2 separate regions of the Sus scrofa genome follow, and region 1 is linked to region 2. A link is a contact called in public HiChIP or PLAC-seq data. All regions are on one chromosome and are shown on one strand. The core of a region is the stretch at or near the end of the contact, and the rest is flanking DNA. Distances in the headings are between cores, read along the strand shown.

The links. HiChIP or PLAC-seq counts read pairs in DNA pulled down with a chosen protein or histone mark.
Region 1: a contact with region 2 is called in an H3K27ac HiChIP or PLAC-seq map of alveolar macrophages. The contact joins two enhancer-like sites. A contact is called at or near these places in 1 of 47 Hi-C or Micro-C datasets (embryonic fibroblasts) and 1 of 2 datasets of contacts at active chromatin or transcription factors (alveolar macrophages).

What each region holds. Positions count from the first base shown.
Region 1 is chr9:89,191,649-89,194,348 of Sscrofa11.1, reverse strand. The region is part of intron 2 of MACC1 (metastasis-associated in colon cancer protein 1); the gene reads left to right. Among named protein-coding and RNA genes, the nearest start is that of MACC1, 150 kb to the left of the region's middle. Within about 2 kb of position 1,443, at least 20 of the 83 cell types and tissues checked have an H3K27ac peak or open chromatin away from gene starts, as enhancers often do. A contact at or near this core is called in alveolar macrophages, where this site is marked.
Region 2 is chr9:88,973,754-88,976,453 of Sscrofa11.1, reverse strand. All of the region lies in intron 2 of LOC110255482 (a long non-coding RNA gene), which reads left to right. Among named protein-coding and RNA genes, the nearest start is that of TMEM196, 120 kb to the right of the region's middle. Within about 2 kb of position 1,448, at least 22 of the 83 cell types and tissues checked have an H3K27ac peak or open chromatin away from gene starts, as enhancers often do. A contact at or near this core is called in alveolar macrophages, where this site is marked.

The sequences.
Region 1 (2,700 bases), core at 194-2,693, 220 kb before region 2:
ATTTTTTAATTTATTTAAAAATTGTTTTAATATAAAAAATAAATAAGAATTATTTTAAAATAAAATAATGTATTTTTATTGAAGAAGTTTGTAAGGATTGAAAGTGGATTATTCTGTGATATTATTTTTGAATAACACTTTATGTTCTTTTGACTACTACTCACCTCTATGATTTCCTCTTCATTCATTTTTGGGGTTTAATTCTTATGTTCATAAGTTCTCTGTTGTTGCTATGTACTTCCTATTTAATTTAAGCAATTGTGCCTATTCCCTCATTCTAATCCTCATTTCAGAATATGGCTCTGAAGTGACTGTTTCCTCATAATTATGTGATGATCTTCCTGTTGTTGGAGGGTGTGGTGGGGGAGGGTGGTACTAGAGCATGGTGTTGGCTTCAGGCCAAGAGGTTGCCAGAGTGTCTATTGTGCTGAGTAAGGCAGGCCAAGCATTTCACCTGTGTACTTATCAGTATTTCCTGGGCTGAGCTGCTGCATTTGACACTCTACCACGTACTCCCAGGTCCCTTCTCTGGGTAATTCCCTTTTGCCTCAGATATCTTTGTCTAGGATGGTGCCTTTTTTTTTTTTTTTTAGTGTGTTTGAATTGGAGAAGTTCAGTTCTGCCAGCTCTTTGTCTGTGACCACATTCCCACCTTTGTAGCTAATGATTTTCCCTTCTACTCCCAGCTTCCTTGCGTAAGTATTGTATAAACCATGTAATCTGTCTGTGTCTCAATTTCTTATCTGTAAAAAGAGCTAATAACATCAGCTACTTTTCTGCTAAGATAGTCCTGAGGATTAATGAACTGATTTTCAAAAGACAAGTGTCTAAAATGATAGGCCATCCATAAATTCAAATTACTATTATTATCATCCTCCCTTTTTACTGCCACCAGAATAATAATTCATGGCAGAGCCTCCTTGGCCTGCCCACCTGTATCTCTCAAAAGTGTCTTATCTTAATAAATCTATTTCTTAAAAAAAAGAAAAAAAAGAATTCACGTAGGATCTAGTATTTGTAAAGAGGTTTGCATTTTTAAGTATTTTACAGTCTTTAATAATTTAGAAAAGCTTTTCTCTCCACAATCTCAGCATCATACTTCTGTGGACAAAGGATTTACTACTTTGTAGATCTTGTTTTCACAAACTCTTCATTGTTTTGCCAATTCCAATTATCAGTCCTATTTTATCTTCCATTTGAAGGATTTGTTTTATAGCAAGGCTTCTTGGGGTGTATGAGATTTATTCTTCTGATTGAATAATTTGGATAATATAAATGTAATTTGACTTATAAATCACTGACCCTTATGAAAATATTGTTTCGTTAGAAGGAAACTGGAGAGACTAAAAATGAGACTGAGATCTGAATGGAGAACTCCATAATGGAGACTTGGACCAGGGGCAGACTTCAGGAGCTTATCAAGACATGACTGAATAAGCATAGGGTGGAGCCTGGATAAAATGTTCACTTGTCAGGATAAGCTTTAAATGTTTACACTGGCCAGTGGATTCCCTTTTATCCCCTCTGCCCCACTATCCATTAAATTGAGTCCTTGGCAGTCCCACTTTGCTCATTGTTTATACCCTGAACTAGCATTATACACTTGGCTCTTTATCCCTCTTGATCTCCCATGCTGCCTTTGGATCCAGTGCCTAATTCTGGTTCAGAAAAGTCCCTGGGACTTTACCCAGGCACTAGTTTAATTAGTGCCAGGTTTTTCCCAGCACTTATGGAAAGGGATTAGGTAATGCTTTGATCAATATCTTTTTGGCAGTGATTTGCTTCTCTTCCCCCCACTTTTCTCCATACCCCAGGTATCCTGTACTCTCTGGGACATCCAGATATATGTTGTCTTCCTGAGGTTTCTTTGCTAATACCTAAACTTAGACCTTCCTCTAATTTCCTTCTCTACTTGGATGAGTCAGTGCAGTAACTGGAAGAAAGTCTGCCCTCATGACTTTGGTATTTCAGAGTTTCACCGCTAGGGAGTGGTGTTTTCTTCTTATGATCCTTGTAATTGTTTATGTTGAAATGATTTTTATTAAATAAATATTTATATAAATGAAATTACCCATATATTCTAGTGGACATAATAAGCCTATATATCATAAGGAATAAAAATTAAAAAAAAAACAACAATAAATGATAGCTTTGGATCATTTCTCCTAAAGTCATGATGTTAAGTCTACTAGATGATCAAAATTTGACTCAAACTTTTTCGTTCCATCTGAAGTTGAGTGTAAAGAATAATGACCTTCAACTTTGTAGCTCAAATATGGCTTTTTCAAAACTTTACATGATGTTTTCAAAGTTTATCAGGATCTTTGTGCATCATGCAATTACATTCTACTTCCTTAGTTTTGTTTTTGTTTTTGTTTTTTTTGTGTGTGTGTCTTTTGTCTTTTGTTGTTGTTGTTGTTGTTGTTGTAGTTATTGTTGCTATTTCTTGGGCCGCTCCCGCGGCATATGGAGGTTCCCAGGCTAGGGGTTGAATCGGAGCTGTAGCCACCGGCCTATGCCAGAGCCACAGCAACGCGGGATCCGAGCCGCGTCTGCAACCTATACCACAGCTCACGGCAACGCCGGATCGTTAACCCACTGAGCAAGGGCAGGGACCGAACCCGCAACCTCATGGTTCCTAGTCGGATTCGTTAACCACTGTGCCACGACGGGAACTCCCTTAGTTTTTTTTTTTTAAAG
Region 2 (2,700 bases), core at 199-2,698:
CTGAGTCTAAATAAGATAACAAATATTAAAGTGCTTTGGAAAGATAGAAAACATTTTTCTGCAAATATAACTGAGTGCAATGGTAGCAATGTTCCTTATTCCATGAGGCTTATAGCAAGTCAAAGATAGATGAAGGCTGGTAGCTCTCAAACATATTCTCTATCAGGTAAAGTGAACCTGAGCTTGCTCCCATCTTTTCTCACAATGTGACAATGTGCCAGAATTTTATAGAATGGGAATTGTGATGCTTTCTTTTATTGCCTTGGCAGCACCAAACTAATCTGGCAACATTTAACTTATCAACCCAAGTACCAAGGTGAAATGGGGTTAGTGGGATACCTCAGGGAAAAAATATTTTGGTTGTCAACATAGCTCTCGCAAAGAAGTATGAGCTCCATACATGGTGATGGATTTTACATGACTGCAAACCCTCTCTCCTGACTTCTCCATTCCTTCAGCCCCTAAACAAGGAGGAACACTCCTATTTCCCCTCCTGGTCATGGGGTATAAAGTGGGGGATGTAGTAGAGACATCATCGGGCATATTCCAAGATGTGGTTCCAAGGTAACTACCTAAACAGACATAATAGATTTGCCTCTTGAGGGAATTCTACATCCTCACCTTTAAAGCAGCTCCACTAGACCCTTGTACACAATGTGTGTTTGGCGATGTGTGTATTTATATATGTGCCCACTCAGAATCAGGATTCCTTTCGGCATTTGGGGAATGCAGAATCCAGAATATCAAGTATTCCTAGAATATATTTGTGATTTTATTTTTAAAAAAATGGAAGAGGAGAAGGTGACTTCTATTTAAAGGTCTCTTTCCCCATGAATGATGTTGAGAAGTGCTTCCTAGAACCACTGCACATCAGAAGTAGAACTAGACATCTCCAGGCAAGAAACTGAAGAGACATGACTAGCAAAGCAAGACAAGTAAACTCCTCAAGCCCTATGTGAGCTTGCCAAAAGGCTAAGCCTTTATTTCAGGGTTGTTACCCCACCTTCTTTTACCCAACTTGGTAATGAAGAAACTATCTGCATAGTACTCAGACGAGTCATCCTTAGGAATGTGAACATTGAAGATAGCCAAGCAAGGGGAAATAGGTCAAAAGATATTGCACATAGTTAAAAATAGCCACCACAGAAAATGCCTTTGTATTTGGCATCACTCCTTCTCACATTCACTTTAATTGACCATTTGGCTCATTGTGCAAAGCAGAGAGCTTTTCACACCTCTGGGACATGGGGTTTATGGTCCGCTGCTGGCTGCCCCAAACCATGCGAACTGAAGAGCAAGGCAATTATTTCTACAATTGACACAAAATTTTTTTCTTTCATGTCAATAGCCTGTTTCCAATGAGAAAAAAATCACCCCCTCTCTGCTGATCAGTGTCTGTGGAAGAGCTATTCTCTGTTGAAGGCTCTCCTCCCTCCACTCCTTCTTGCGTGGTGTCAGATTATGTCACATGTCTAACCTTCCATTACACTCTCTGGCTGAGCCAACACAGCTGGATTCTCAGTCAACTATGAAGTTTAAATTGGTAACTCCAAATCTGTTCTATGAATTCCAGCAATAGCTGATTTGGCCAGAATTTCAAAATTATCTTCATGCTTGGGAGATTTTAAAAAGAAAGACAATTAACCAGTCTCAATGATTTACCTAAGAGAATGTACAAACCATCACATTCAACTCTTTTTTTTTTCTCCTGAAGAACGTTCCCATATATCTTTTTGTCCATTTGCATATTCCACAATTTATTGTAAGTACAGAGCCACAAACTTTGCCAATGGCTTAGGAAACTGTGTAACTATGTATTTATGACTAGACAAGTGCATAATGTGAACATACTGTTTTTTTAAAAATAATCTTTTTGGAGTTTTGAATTCAAGAAATAAGGAATTTTATTTTGCTTGTAGCAGAGCCATAAATCAGCATATGCTTAAGTAATCTGCAGGAAACAGCACTGTTTGGGGAAAATGATCTATCTATGATAACTAGTGAACAGACCTTATTAGGAACTAGGAGTTTGGGGGCTTTATATAAAGCATGTCAGAGAACATTCTGGCATTTGTCCAAAAGGATATACTGTTCTAAGGATAACTATGGGGTGTCAGTTGTTTTAAATTACTAAGCTCTCCCTCTGGACCCCTTCTCTGGAGATAACATTAGGCTATGGCCTCCGATCTTTGAAAACACATTTCATAGTATCTCTGTTCCTGGGTTGCTTTAGACCCCTGCATGGTTACCTGAGTACTAGTGAATCCCATGGAATTAGACAGTGTTACCCAGTCATAAGCAATTACTTAAATATCTTAAAGCAACAACTCCAAATGATGGAGATTTGAGGATTATCTGAGGAGAACTCTTGTAAAACTGATAATGGAATAGCACAATACAAGAAAGAAGCCATATGCTGGACTGTTAATTTTCTTGTTTGGAAAAGGGAATACCTTGAGGGTTTCATTAAAATTAGAACTTATATTTTTAAGGGATGAAAACAGTGTATAAATATAAATAATACTCTATTCCTCATGGTCAAAACAGATACCTTGTTTACAAGGCATTTCAGGATGAGTACACCACTAGGGATCCTAGAAAGTGTTGACTTTCCTTGTTATGTCCTCTTTCTTAGTCATTTTGCACATTTGCTGGTAATATCTGCTTAAATTTACCTGCTTATTTGTGAGTACCCTAAAA